Linked DNA regions of Mus musculus: region 2 is linked to region 1. Evidence: chromatin contacts called from public capture Hi-C data. All regions are on one chromosome and are shown on one strand. Each heading gives the region's core, a stretch centred on a gene start, on an enhancer-like site or on the middle of the called end of the contact. The rest is flanking DNA. Distances are from core to core; before and after follow the strand shown. Region 1 holds the start of Ntn5 (netrin 5). Region 2 holds the start of Ruvbl2 (RuvB-like protein 2).

What was found. Capture Hi-C pulls out chosen DNA fragments and counts their contacts.
Region 2: a contact with region 1 is called in a capture Hi-C map of embryonic stem cells, with 4 times the contacts expected there. The contact joins the promoter of Ruvbl2 here to the promoter of Ntn5 in region 1. A contact is called at or near these places in 12 of 39 promoter capture datasets (the 3T3-L1 cell line, the C10 cell line, cranial neural crest and 7 more), 2 of 15 datasets of contacts at CTCF or cohesin (the NIH/3T3 cell line and embryonic stem cells), 7 of 484 Hi-C or Micro-C datasets (cerebellum, differentiating embryonic stem cells, embryonic stem cells and 1 more), 12 of 115 datasets of contacts at active chromatin or transcription factors (the SCID.adh cell line, bone marrow-derived macrophages, embryonic stem cells and 4 more) and 5 of 9 other capture datasets (adipose tissue, embryonic stem cells, liver and 2 more).

The regions. Positions count from the first base shown.
Region 1 is chr7:45,682,549-45,689,706 of GRCm38.p6, forward strand. It overlaps Ntn5 (netrin 5), which reads left to right and starts at 1,474. Exons shown (of 7, transcript NM_001358870.1): 1 at 1,474-1,950; 2 at 3,633-4,277. The coding sequence starts at 1,917. It overlaps Sec1 (secretory blood group 1), which reads right to left. Exons shown (of 4, transcript NM_001271578.1): 2 at 2,718-2,807; 3 at 1,632-1,743. The coding sequence starts at 1,728.
Region 2 is chr7:45,429,859-45,436,826 of GRCm38.p6, forward strand. It overlaps Ruvbl2 (RuvB-like protein 2), which reads right to left and starts at 4,606. Exons shown (of 15, transcript NM_011304.3): 1 at 4,394-4,606; 2 at 1,462-1,516; 3 at 51-106. The coding sequence starts at 4,405. It overlaps Gys1 (glycogen synthase 1, muscle), which reads left to right and starts at 4,981. Exons shown (of 16, transcript NM_030678.3): 1 at 4,981-5,312; 2 at 6,674-6,855. The coding sequence starts at 5,195.

The DNA of each region.
Region 1 (7,158 bases), core at 224-2,723:
GCTCTGACCACAGGACACAGCACAGCACACACACCAAGTCTCACAGAAATACAATGCTCGCCAGCACTACACTGCCTCACTTGCCCGCAAAGCAAACCCATCCTCCCCCACCCCAGCTCCTTCTTTTCTCATTGCAGTCATTTTCTTTCTCCTGGCTCTCTAGCCAACTCGAAGTGGATCGCCCAGCCCAGCCAGAGCACCAGGGAGCAGAGCTGGGCCAGAGAACCTGGGCAGAGAAGAGAAAGGGCTCAAGATGGCTTTGGGAGAGGGAGTGGATCTCGGAACACTTCCTGGTAAAGGCAGCAGCTTTGGGAAGTGCTCTGTTGCTGCCATCTTGAGGTGACGCCCAGCCTTCATCCGGCTATGCCGAGAGCGCCCTCTGGAGGCTGTTCCACAGCAAGGCCTGGAAGACTCAGTGGAGAGGCTGTGCTACCCACCTCCTTTGCCTGAGGCTGCAGACAGAGACCCTCTACTGTGGAGAGCAAACAGGCCTGAGCTCTCCCGAGGCTTGACCCTGTGAGGGTTAGGGTCTCGATACTTGGGGAGCTCCATAGCACCTCTGAATTAAGGACCAGCCACTTCCTGGGTGGGCTTGGCTTCCCCACAGCTGATGCTTTCTGGGGGTCCCCCAGCCAGCTCAGGCACCCAGAGCAAAGTGAGGAGGAGAACTCCCTCTGGAGACAGCGTAGGGACTTACCACGCTAGGCAGGCAGGATCCTGCAGCAGACCCAGACCTTCTCTGGATGTCTGACAGCCATCTGTCCTGCTCCACAGCGAGCCATTCGCAATTGTCTACAGAACAGACCAGCTTCCCGTCTTTCTGTCTAGAAGGTGGCCTGACAGTGCCAAGGCTGGGGCAAACCGGGGAGGACTTGCTGGACCCACAAGTCCCACGTGTCACCCTATGGCTCACACAGCCCTTGCTGGGGACATGGGTCTCAGATGTGGGATCCGTTGGCCTGAGCCTTCTCTTAAAGCTTAGTCCTCCTGCATCTGTGGGTCTTGTAGCTCTCATTTGTCCTTGTCCCTGCTCCTCTAAGATCCCAGCCTCAAGGGTCACCCGGCAGTACAGAGGGATCTCTTACTCCCAGGGCACCAGGTCCCTGAGTCTTGTCCTGGGCCAGTTCTGCACACTGGCAAGACAGTAGCTATGAATGGGGTGGGTGCTCAGGAACAAACCACACATATTCTCATCTTGCTCAGAGAGAAACCACAACACTCAAATGTTCAGACACAACAAGTTGTGGAAGTGTTTCAGGCTAAAAGCCCTGGGGCCTTTATCCACCAGTGGCTGGGGGGAGGGGGGAGCTGCCTTTGGCTTTTGCTACCTTCTTTTCCTCCCCAAGTTCAGCCAGGCTGAAAGTCTTCTCCGCTGCCCTCCTTGCAGGTAGCACTGGCCTCTGGTTTCCCCTACAGCTGATCTGAGGCTGGGAATTTTAGAGCTTGAAAGCAACTGACCTTAACACCGAGTTAACGCACTTGGGGCAGGAGGATGCAGGATGGGGAGGGGCTGGCTGGCTTGGGGTCGGCCAAAAGCAGGGGCTGGCAAGCTAAACTCCAGAGGTGCTGGGGCAAGTGGGAACAGGCCAGGACCCCAATCCCAGAACCCCAAGCTGTAGTCATACCCCTACCTGCTTGGATCCTTCTAGGCCGGCTTGTTTGGGGCCACCAAGCTTCAAGCCTGCTGGGGGCGACAGTGCTCCTGTCCCACGCAGTCTCGGGTGGCATGGCTGGCAAGGGTCCCTGTGGGAAAGCGTGGCTGCTGTTGGCTAGGGTTTGGGTGGGCGGTAGTGTTGGATTCTGCGGGCTCTGCTTTCAGCTCCCGCCCAGAACCCCCACTAGCCTGGGCCTGAGAACAGCCACTCTCACTCCTCCCGAGAGCCCTCCAAGTGCTTCTCCTACAGAAGAGTGTGGGGATGACCGACTACAGGACACTCTTTTCTTCTCCAGGCAGGTTTGACCAATGGCTGGGCCCTAATAGCCAGGTAGGAGGTGCATGCTGAAGAGGGGCAGGCAGGCAGAGTCCCTTATGGATCCCACTGGCCCAGGGAATTTGGATGGGCCTGCCACTGAGAGGTAGGAATGCTGTAGGCCCAAACGGGCAAGGGCTAGTTTCTGCCTAACCCCAAGAACACAGAGAACTCACAGCCTGGTACTTCACGGTGTTGAGAGCCGGAAGGTGGGACCTTGAAATTACCTAGCAAGAAACGTGTTTACATGAGGGGCTGGGGTGGGGGAGGCTATGGGTGCATAATGGCTCAGACTCCCGGGGGCAGGGAGTCTATGGACTGGGCAAGGGAGGCACCCTGCCTGGGAAATGTCAGTGGAGCACAGGGCTCTGATGTCTGGAGGTAAGGGTACATGCAGGGGGCTCAGGAAAGTCCCAAGATCCCCAGTCCTATGTGGGGGAAGCTGAAAGCCTTAGTCCTCTGGCTCCTAGCACTCCTTAGGCTCTGGATTTCTGGTTTCTAAGTGCCTTGGCATCGGGCACACACCTTATGCCACCTCCTGCTTTTTTTCCTCCCATATCATCTACCCCCAGCACTGGCCCCCATCTGCTCGGGGGCTGAGTGCTTGTGGAGTGTGGAGGGATTTGGGTCCAGGTCTGAGATTTGGGGTAGCAAGTGGGGCCACCTCCCAGCAAGTCCCAGAAAAGTAAGTGCAGGGCCCCAACACCCTGAGCCCTAAAGGAAGGCCAGGCTCTGCCTTCCCAGTACCTGAGGGGTCTGCTCTCTAACTCCAAGGCTTTGTTGGTTTCCAGCTCCTTCAGCACCACCTTCCCTCAGCACTCTTCTCTGGCTACACACCTGGAGGGGAAAGGGTTAAGGGTGGAGGGCTGGAGTGGGTGGCAGAGAGGCCAGGGTTTTTTGGCAATAATCCGCCTTCCGTGCCCTGGGTGTGGAGAACAAGGTTAGAACCCCATGTGGGAAAGGCTTCCACTCTGACCCACGTGGGCCAAGGCCTCTTCTTCTGATTTTCTGCCAGGCAGTAGTAGCTCTCCTCTCCCTCTCGAGCCTCCCCTGGGCTTTCATGCCTGTCTCTGAGCCTACCTGCTCTTCCCTCCCAGCCCCAGAGCCTCTAGCTTCATGCCATCCAACTACCCAGCCGGACACCCGGTCCTCTGCCCTGCCCTGTCTAGCCTCCGGCTTTCCCCGGGTCTGTGCTGGACTCTGCTCCTCTTCTCTGTGGGCTTCCTCTCTCGGCCAGGCTCCTCCATCTCTTCTCTGTGGGCTTCCTCTCTCGGCCAGGCTCTTCCATCTCTTCTCTGTGGGCTTCCTCTCTCGGCCAGGCTCCTCCATCTCTTCCGTGACTCGCTCTCCTAGGTTTTCACATCTGTCGGTCCTGCTGGCTCCTCATCTCCCCTCACCCTCTCCCCAGGGCCTCTACCCCTCGACACTGATGGATAACTTTGGGGTGTTAAGCTCTGGATTAGTTCAGGCAAAATTCTCAATTTTGCTTGCGTTCTTTCCCTGTGGGTTATGTAAACAGTAATTCTCCCCAGATGGAACTATTTTCCTCGCTTCGAGGCAGCTGGGGAGGGGGCTCAGGCAGGACCAGGAGGAATGCAGGGTCTGCAGGAATCCTCAGCAGGGTGGACACCAACTGACCCCATCTGCCACCTCTGTCTACAGGTGCCGGCTCTACTGTGACCACGCCCATTACCCTCAGCCTCTTGCTCCTCCTTAGCCAGGCCACCTCAGACCCATGCTATGATCCAGGAGGGCGCCCTCGCTTTTGCCTCCCACCAGTGACCCAGTTGGTTGGCAAGGCAGCAGCCCCCTGCTCTCAGACCTGTGCTCTTCCTGCAGCCAGCCCTGGCCCTGCCTGCAACAGTAGTCTGACCCTGGACCTGGACGGCTCCTTCCTCTTGACATCTGTGACCCTGCGTTTCTGCACAGCGGGACCTCCAGCCCTGGTTCTTTCTGCTGCCTGGGCCACTGGGGGGCCCTGGAGGCCACTATGGCGTAGGCCTGCCTGGCCTGGGGCTCTGGGGGGCCCCAAGAAGGTAACCTTTCACTCCCCCCCAGGCCCCAAGACCAGGATAGTGGCCAGCTACCTCCGTGTGGAGTTCGGGGGAAAAGCAGGGCTGGTGACCACTGGAGTAAGAGGCCGCTGCCAGTGCCACGGCCACGCTGCCCGCTGTGCCACTCGGGCCCAGCCCCCACGCTGCCGCTGCCGCCACCACACCACTGGCCCAGGGTGTGAGAGCTGTCGCCCATCCCATCGAGACTGGCCCTGGCGACCTGCCACACCCCAGCACCCTCACCCGTGCTTGCGTAAGTCATGGGTCTTGCCCCCAATCCTTGACACTACTTGGCCCCCTGGGACAGCATGCCAACATACATTGACCCCTTGTTCCAAAGCATGCAAACTGTTCTCTTCCCTTCAGAAATGCTTTTCCTCCCTTGCTCTCACAGTGTGCTGTGGTCCGGTTCTCTTTCCTTGTTTGCCAAGCATGTCAGACACACAGACACACAGAGAAACACACACACACACACACACACACACAGGAAACCCTCTGTCAGGGACTCCACCCACCAGATGTAACCAGTAGGCGCACTAAAGCAGTCCTGGGAAGATCATATCCCAGGGTCTGGTGTGGCACTGGGTTTGGGCAAGGGTACAGGCAGACATAGTTCCTGACTCCTGGGAGAGCCGGCACAGGGGATATTTAATCATGAAACATTCTGATGGCCCACCAGCTGCCAGCCTACTGTCCTGTTGAGGAGACTGTAGCCATTATTCACTAACACAAAGCCACGCTGTATGACCTGCTATGACCATCTGCCCAGCTCCCAGTGGGTGCTGCCATACTAGGTGAGCCTAAACACAACTAGGAGCAGCTGTAGCAGACAGCCTGGCCCAGTTTCGGCTCCTCTGCTCAGTTACGTGGTCTCAGGCAAGGGACCTGACCTCTCTGTACCTGTTTTCTCATCCTATAAAGTGGCTTAAGAACACTGTCCTTAAGGCTGCAGAGATCCAGGGAGCCTCCTCTGAGCACCTCCATGAGTGACCTTCCCAGGTAAAAAGGAGCCTGGCAGGATGCAGAGCTAAGATGATTCTTAGGGACTTGTCTTCCTAGGTGCTGCCACCCCCAGAACACGCTCTGGCCTCTCTTCCTCCGGCCACACTGTCAGCTCTGTTGATTGTGACCGTGCCCTGATATTTTTCCCTCTTGAAGAAAGAAAGTATTTTAGTAGAGCCCACAGCTAACAGACTTAATTGTAAAGGGACTTTGAATTTTAAAAGAGATTGGATGTTTTAAAAGGATTGAAATTTTAATATGTAAGAATTTGCAAAGATTGTGGACTTTTAAAGTTATTTAGATCTTGGGGATGAATAAGAAAGTAAGGGTGAGAGAATTCTGCCAATTTCTAAGTATATCTATCCCAATTATCCATTCTGGGACTGGGGAAATGACCACAGGATGTGTCTGGGGACCTACTGGGCCTACTGTGAGTCAGGCATCAGTCAAAACTCCATTAATCACCTGTCCTCCATAAGCCCCTACAACTTTACCTGGAGGCCCACAATGTTTCTTGGGATCTCCTGGGACCAGTGTCAACTCAGAGCCAGTATCCAGCAGACCCCGGAAAGTCTGATTGTTTCCTTTCCCCCAGTGCAGTTACCCTTGTAAAAGGCCGCAGGTCCCTCTGGGGAAGAACTGGAGAAAGGCGAACAGCAAAACTTTTAGGTGTCTCATTGAGATCCTTCCTCAGGGGACCCTGGCCACCCCTTTAATCCGGGGGTTCTGGATCTGCAAACTGGCTCAAGTCTGGAAATTGATTCACTGGCCGAGATTGCCTTTTGCCACGATCCAATGTAGCCTTTCTTTCATTTGAGAATTTTTCTGCTTATACAGATCAAACAGATATGAAACAAACTTCTGACACCTTTTTTAACTGTGCAAGCTTCCATATTAAACCTAGAATCTCTACTCAGAGGACCCATGTCAATAAACTCAGCCTGCTCTAGTTTTATGCTCCTTCCACCATTATCCCACACCCTTAAAATCCCTTCCCACACATATTCCCCAGACTTCTGCTTGAATGAATTAGCAAACTCATTAAGCTCCTTAGTAGCATCATGGACTACACTTTCTACCTCCCCTCTAGGGGCCTGTTTTGCCTTGAGTCTGGCTATAGGTCTAGAAGAAACTATTGGTGGGCCTTGAGAAACATCAGTATTGTCTTGTCTGGCATTTTCTTCTGCGAAAGTCACTGTTGGTTTATCCGACTCTGGGGATTAATTCCCTCATGTGGGGAAGACATTATTACTTCAAGGGGTGGGGCTGAGGGTACTACTTCCTCAGGTGAGGCAAGCCCGTGAGAATCTGAAGATTCAAAATTCTCAGCTTCGACACATCCCCATCCCAAGTTTAGGAGCTCTGTCTGTGACCTTGGAAGGAGAGCTAAATACCTTCAGGCTCATGGGCAATTAATCCACTGACAGACAGACAGGTGCAGACAGACACACACACTTCTCAGATTTCAGGGAAACCAGTGTCCCAGCCTTCTGCCCTCCACCACCCCAGGGACCAGCAGAGGAGACCCACGTACCCTGACGCTGGGGTAGGCTTCATGCAGGGCTTGGACAGGGGCTGGATGCTAGGGAGGCTGTATCCCTGAGTGTGACCCATGTTAAGAGAAAGACAGTCCGCCCTGGGAACCTGGATGAGAGGCAGTGACACGTTCCTGTGGCTTTATAGCGGAGTGGCTTGACTGAGGGGGAAGTGAGACAAAGCCATTACCATGCTCTGGGTCAGAAAGGAGCTAGCACAGAGGCACTCGAGTCACCCTTGCCACTCAGAATCACCCAACCCCCTGGGAGACAGCAGAGAGCCTCCCTGGACAGGGAACAACAGAGGCTCAGGGGAGGGACTCATTTTCTCAAGGACATACAGCTACCCTTACCATAAGACTCCCCTGCTCTGCTCCAGGCCAGGCTCTCAGCCTCTAAGTCACATCTTTTCTTAGCATGGCCAGGTCTTCGGCTTTAACTTCTCTCTGGAATTCCTGGTAGAAGTACAGGCCTGTGGATGCTGGATGAGCCCTCAATTTATGTGGGTGGGGTTTTGTTGTTTTAGGGTTTTCTTTTCTTTTTCACAATGTCTCACCATGCAGTCTTCACGGCCTGGAACTATGTAGACCTGGCTGG
Region 2 (6,968 bases), core at 3,356-5,855, 250 kb before region 1:
GAAGACCTGCCTGGCAGGAACAGCCCACGTGCCCAGCCCCATGGCTCTACCTGTCTTGGCTCCAGGGCATCATCCAGTCCCAGCCCCCGGATGTGGGAGTGAGCGCCTGCATTGGAGGAAGGGAAGCAGAGTTACGGCTGGTCTAGGCAGCACTGGCTGGTCTAAGCAGCACCGTGTGGCTGCTGAGCTCAGGCTGCTCTCTTGGTCAAACGAAGGCAGGAAGATGCCAGAGCACCGTTACGTGCGTGGCATCCAAGAGCTGGATGACGCTACCAAAGCCCCAGGCACTGAGCTCAAGAGCTAACGGACCGCGCTGTGGGAGGACACAAGGACTTGGCACCCAGGTGCTGCCTTTCCACATCACACTGACAAGCCAGAGCTTGCTGCTCCCATTCTCCCAGCCTGGGGCCCAGCCACAGGGATGCGGAGAGACAGGTTAGGGCCGAGCCTAGAGGCCATCCAGGAAAAGGTAAGGACAGCACCCTGGTACAGCAGCTAGTGGCTCTGCAATAAACCTCAGAGGGGCACAGGTACCAGGCCCACCCACCACCCACTGCCTCCACGACACCACACTCTTACAGTGAGCTGTGTCCCCTCTGGAAGACATGAGACTCAGCACAGGGACTGCATGTGACCTTGGGTTCTAACTCAAGCACTGAAGTGAGAGGGTGCTTCCTTTCAAAAAGGTAGAATTCATCAGCCAGACACAGGGATCCGTGCCTGTGATCACAGCACTTTGGGAGGAGGACGAGTTAAAAGTCATGCTTAGCTACACGGTAAGTTCAGGGCCAGCCTATAGGAAACTGCCTGGAGAAGAAAAACAAGGCCAGGCACGGTGGTGCACAGCACTCGGAAGGCAGAGGCAAGGGGATCCCTGCGAGTTAGAAGCCAATCTGGTCTACACAGGCAGGTCTACTTAGTCTAGCCAAGTAGAAAGATCAGCGTCCACCAAGGGCCTGCAGTTGGAGCCCATAGTCCTCTACTGTGTCTTAGAGGTGCTGAGTGACAGCTGAACAAGTGGGTGTGGCCTCTTGCACAGCTGGCATCCTCCTCCTGGGAGCCGCCCTGCCCTGCCCACCTTGCTACAGGTGGTGAGCGAAGCTTCCTACACAGCTGCTCTGAGAGCTGGTCTCCTCAATGGGGATAGGATGACTGACTCTCCACCTCCCAAGGTCACAGGAGACTTCCAGCACCACTTCCAGCACTCATGAATCTGATGGCTTGAGGCCTGAGGCACACCAGGTAAGAGGAAGGCCTGGTGCACCCTCAGAGAGCATGTGACCAACATGCACTTGTGTGCCGGACACATGGTTCCAATGTTCCTCAAAGTTCCAGAAACCCCGTGGAGGCATGCTAGGCGTATGGCAGCATAGCCTGGGACTAAGGCCCCATTGCATCCTTCTCTGTCTGTCTGGGCACTAAGCAGTGGTGTCTCCCTTGGTCCTGACCCTGCTCACTCACCGATTCGCTCGATTCTTGTCACATCTCGGATCTCAGGGACTTTGGTGGTGGCTGCCTGCAGGTGAGGACGATGACGTGTAAGAAGGTTCCCAGTTGTCACAGTTTCATCTGCTCCCTCAAGGTCCTGCTGCCCACCAGGAGCCCCCCACTGCACAGGCAGGCAACACAACAGCAGCCACCACCACCCTCTGGGCCATCAATCACTAATGGCAGTGATCAGCCCCACCACGGGGCCCAGGGAAACAGGCTTCGTGTCACACCCCCCAGAGCTCTGGCATGACCTAGTGCAGAGAGGAAACCCTCCTGTCCCCATTCTGAGCTCTGGGAGGATGGCAGGGAGACTCTTAGACCAGTGCTCTGGCTCCCATTAGGCACCTACGTGTCTCACCAAGGGAACAGGCCACACCTCTCCGGCCCACCTTGGACTCCATGTTTGAAGTTCAACACACTAGAGTGCTGAGCTCATTCAATAAACATATCCAAGGGCCTCCTGAAGAAGCAGCTAGCACTGTCTCCCCTCACAGGAGAAAGATATGAGTAAACACCTCCTGGAATGTTTGAGGCACTGGAGTCCCCACAAAGCGAGCACGCCAATGTGTATAACAGCCAAAGGCCACTCACAACCATGTGTCCGGTATACGGTCTATTCAAATATGGACTATTACTCGGTCTATTCAAATATGGACTATTACTCAGGCAGGAAAAAAGAGTGAAGCTCTGACCCCAACACACCCAGGAAGACCACTGAGAGGTGCTGAGCGAGTGGGCTCCCACATAATAAAGACTGCACGCAGGGGCTGGAGAGAAGGGTGGAGGACTCTTGGCCGGTCTTCCTTCCAGGGGACCGAGGCTAAACTGACTGCACACATGTGGTGGCTCACAGCTGACTCTAACTCTGGTTCCGGAGATCCAATACCTTCTTCTGGCCTCCTCAGGCATAGACGTATCCGGAGGGAAAACACCCATACACAGAAAACATGGTGAATAAACCCTCACGTTGAAGGATTCTTTTTTGTTGTTGTTGCTTTGGTTTTTTTCGAGACAGGGTTTCTCAGTGTAGGTAGCCCTGGCTGGCCTTGAACTTAGAAATCCACCTGCCTCTGCCTCCCAAGTGCTGGGATTAAAGGCATGCGCCACCACTGCCCAGCTTGGGTTGAAGGGTTCTTATATGAAGTATCCAAAAGAGATGCCAGAAATACAAGGTAGACTAGTGGTTGCCAAAGGCTCGGGGAGGGAGGTGTGGGGACACTGGAGGGTGCCTGCTAGGATGCACTTCTGCAGCCACTGGGGAGGCTGAGTCAGAAAGAGTGCCTCGAGTCTGGAGCTAGCCCAAGCTAAAGGGTGAAAACAAGAGACCGATAAATCCAGGCGGTGGACCCTTGAACATCTTTTCCTATTTTTTACGAACCTAAGAAACCACAAAGCTAAGCGGCCCTCAACCACAGCTCAGGATGCCTCCTCCTGGAATGGAACAAGGCCTTCCAGGATAGCCCACAGCCCAGGACCATTTACTGCCTGTCTCTTGCTGTGGGAGCCTTCACCTTCCTCTTTTTGTAGGAGATTGTGTGGACTGCAGGAGCATGAGACCCCCAAACTACTGTCACACACAGGCAAGCAAAGGCAGGCCCTTCCTCACCATGGTAACAGCAACAGACGCCACTGACCTCCCTACAACTTGCCTGGGCCCAACCCCAGAATCAAGGACACCACAAGGCCACAAGATTTCTTCACTGGGAAGTCTGAGGAGCTAGTGCCAGGCCCAATATGCCCGGTCTCACTTCCTGGGCTTTATTCGCTCACTGTAACATTCAACTAACTGTGCGATGGCACAGACACGTGCCCTAGGTGAGGTTCTGAAAAATACAGTCTCTGGACAAGACCCCATGCTCTGAACCCAGACTCTATTTCTCTTCCTCACTGTCACACTCCTGGCTTCGGACACACTTTCCTGTGACCTGTGCTCTCAAGCACACAACACAACTTCCCACTTACTAATCTTCCCCAGAAGACCAGGGTACCAGTCTCAGACCTCGCAGGACACTGGGATGAGACTTTGGAACTGGTCACTGACTACATCAAGAGGCAGACGAAGTTTCCAGAACGCATTGTGGGATGAACCACGACTCTGTCACTCCAGGCTCTGGCTAGTCACTCATTCACAGAGAAATCTGAGTGTCTACATGACTCTTCCATCAGACCCAGGATTCTTTCTGTTGTTGTTTCTCTGTGTAACCCTTGGCTGTCCTGGAACTGGCTCTGTAGACCAGGCTATCCTCAGACTCACAGAGATCCACCTGCCTCTGCCTCCCAAGTGCAGGCTTTCACTACCATGCCTGACATCTAGGATTCTGAATACATTGTTGCCTTCTCTACTAGCTTCTAAAGCCACAATGAAGCTCCTTCCTCAGTGGTCAATACACTTCCTCCACATCCAGGAGTCCAGGTCCAGCCCTCTTCTATTAGGCCCAGGCACCCTCCCTAGCCCTCCTCCTCCTCCAAACCAGGCCTCATCCACTGTGATCGTCCCTCCGATCTAGGGATTCAGGCTCTAGCCTGCCTACCTCAAACACAAAGGTGCACACACCAGCCTGCTTCCCTCAGACCCTGGTATCCTCTCCTCCCAACACTTCCCACAGATCCATGTGTCCTCCCAAGCCCTCCTTGGCGACTTCCTCAGCCCCCTTCCGTCAGATTCATGCATTCTCCTCTGCTCTCTTCCTTTAGACACATGCATTCTCCTCTGTATCCATTGCTCAGACTCGGTGTCCTCAGCATCCTCCCTCTGACTCGGGAGTACTCCCCAGACCTCCTCCGTCAAACCAGGCATCTTCCTTATCACTCCTCCCTCAGATACAAGAGTCCTCTCCAGCTCCCTCCTTCAGACTCTCTAAGAAGGGTCATTGTCGGTCCTCCACATGCACCCAACACTTACCACGGTTGCCATGATGCACACCAACCGCCAATGCCTCAGCGGAAACGGAAATCGGCTAGGAGCGCGGTCTTTATCCTCTCTAGGCTCCCGGTCATCCAGTCATCTCTATGGCCCATAAGATATATAAAATTCCTGTAGGGGGCGTACACTAGGCCGCGCCCAGCCCGCGAGGCTAAATTGGAAAGCCGGTGTTCTGAATCCCGGGTGGGTTCCTGACGTCTCTTGCTCCTCCTCCTCTTACCTAGCCTCCTCCCCCCTCCTTCCCCCCCGCCCTGCAACTGCTAAGTCCGATTGCAAAATTCTGAGCACATTTTGTAGCAACCACACGTCCTCCACGATCCCTTCCCTCTCTGTCCAACCTTCCTCACCAAATTGGGCCTACAGCTGAGATTGACAGCTCTGTTCACCAATCACTTCCATGCTGCGTAGAAACAAGCCCCGCCCCCGCAGCTCCCCAGGAGCCTCTGGCCAAGGAAACTGGATTCTATCCGCCAATAAGTAGACGCAATAGCCCCCGCCCCCCAGCCGCCGACCAATCGTGCTAGACCAGCAGGGTGGGCAGTGCCTCCTGGCGGCCACGAGGCTTCACTGCAGCTGCCCGCCCGATTCAGTGTCTCAGCTCACCCTACCTGAGTCGGAGCGCTCTGGGGCGGGGGTGCGGTCGTGCAATAGGAAGCGGAGCGCCTTGCAAGCTTCCCCTGGGACACCCGCTAACTCTACCGGTCACCAAGTCTGCTGCGTTCCCAGCCGATCTCTCTGGTTTCCAGTTTTGGTGCTCGAAGTCCCCTGCCCGCAGTAGCCATGCCTCTCAGCCGCAGTCTCTCTGTGTCCTCGCTTCCAGGATTGGAAGACTGGGAGGATGAATTCGACCCCGAGAACGCAGTGCTTTTCGAGGTGGCCTGGGAGGTGGCCAACAAGGGTGAGAACGTCAGCGTTGGTCCCTTGACCAAGAAGGGCAGGCGAGGATGGGGCCCCGAAACTCCGTTTCAGACGGGAAAAGAGTTACGTGGAGGAGTCTTGGGTCCTGGGAAAAGCGCCTGTGACTTCTGTGTCCTTGTGAAGGGGCTGGAGTAGGCGTCCTAGGCCCTGGGGGGAAGGGACAAGAGACTACTCTTAAGATGGAAGGAGGCTTCAGGTTCTGCAATCTAGGGAAGAGGGCACTCAGAGAAAGATTCCTGGGTCTTGAAGGGAGGTTTTCGAGGGCCGAGAGACCTGAGATCTAAAAGTGGAAGGAGTTAGTGCATCTAAGCCCAAGGAACACTGGAGCTTTTGGGTCTGTGGTCCAGAGGACGTGACTGTGGAGTTGGGGTGTTCCTAAAGGTTGGGATTCATGGATTTTTCAGGGGGCATAGCGGACCTGAACCAGTGTAAAGCCAAGAGGGGCTTGGAGACTCAAATTCTTAGATACAAGGTGGGAAAGAGTTGGGAACTTGAATGTCGAGTTTGAAGGAGCCCAGGGCCTAAGTCCTGGCTTCCTATGTAGTGAGGTGCCTCCCTCCCTGTGGACTGGGAAAGCTGGAAGTCCTAAGTTGGTCAGGAGCTGGGCCCTAGGATGGGAGGAACCCACCCACAGTATGTATGGGAGATCACTAGCTTCTCGCTCATGAGAAGGCTGGGCTGGGAATCCCAGCAGCTGGGCCTTGTGGATCTGAACATTTCCTTTTCTGGATCCTGGGGAGAAAGAGACTAGGTCTCTCAGCATGTTGGGAGATGGCAGACTCAATGCTGTGTACTACCAGGGTACCAGTTTCAGGTGAGAAGGCTGAGGACCCAGATTCCTAAATCTGAGGTGGGGTCACAGGAGGAGCAGGGCCCAGCAGTCCCTGTGTCCCAGCCCAGGGCTAGCATCGTTAGGGGCCCTGAAGGTGTGGAATAATAAGTCAAGCTTCCCTCAGGTAACTGGGTAGCTGGATAGGGCCATGTACCATTTTTCCCACTGCATCTGAAAGTCAAGAGCTTTAGAGCCTTCCTGCTCCTAATTCTCTAAGAATTAGGAGACTAAAGAGTGCTTCCTGTGTCATGACCAGGAGTCTAACTGGAGCCTGCTCCTCCCTCAGCATCCTGATTTCAGTCCCCTCTCTCCATAAACTCAAGAGGGCTATCCTCAGGTTTGCTTTTCCACGACCCCTACCCTCCAGTCCCAACCTCCCCTGATTCCCAATTATAGGTTCCTGCCCATTTTCTACCCCAATACTACCCACATACATCCCATTACCTGCCAGGTCTCAAAGCTATGGACCAATGGTGGGGTTGTCTGTCCTTTTGCACTTTGGCCCACAGTGGGTGGCATCTACACTGTGCTGCAGACGAAGGCGAAGGTGACAGGGGATGAATGGGGTGACAACTACTATCTGGTGGGACCATACACGGAGCAGGGTGTGAGGACGCAGGTAGAGCTCCTGGAGCCCCCAACTCCGGAACTGAAGAGGACTTTGGATTCCATGAACAGCAAGGGTTGTAAGGTGGGACACAGCCCTACCCAGGGGGGTGGGAGTGGGAACTGCCAGCAGGGGCCCTAGCAAGAGGTGAAGAGAAGGTGGAATGGAGGCAGGAGGTGTAGTCAGAACTTTCCCAG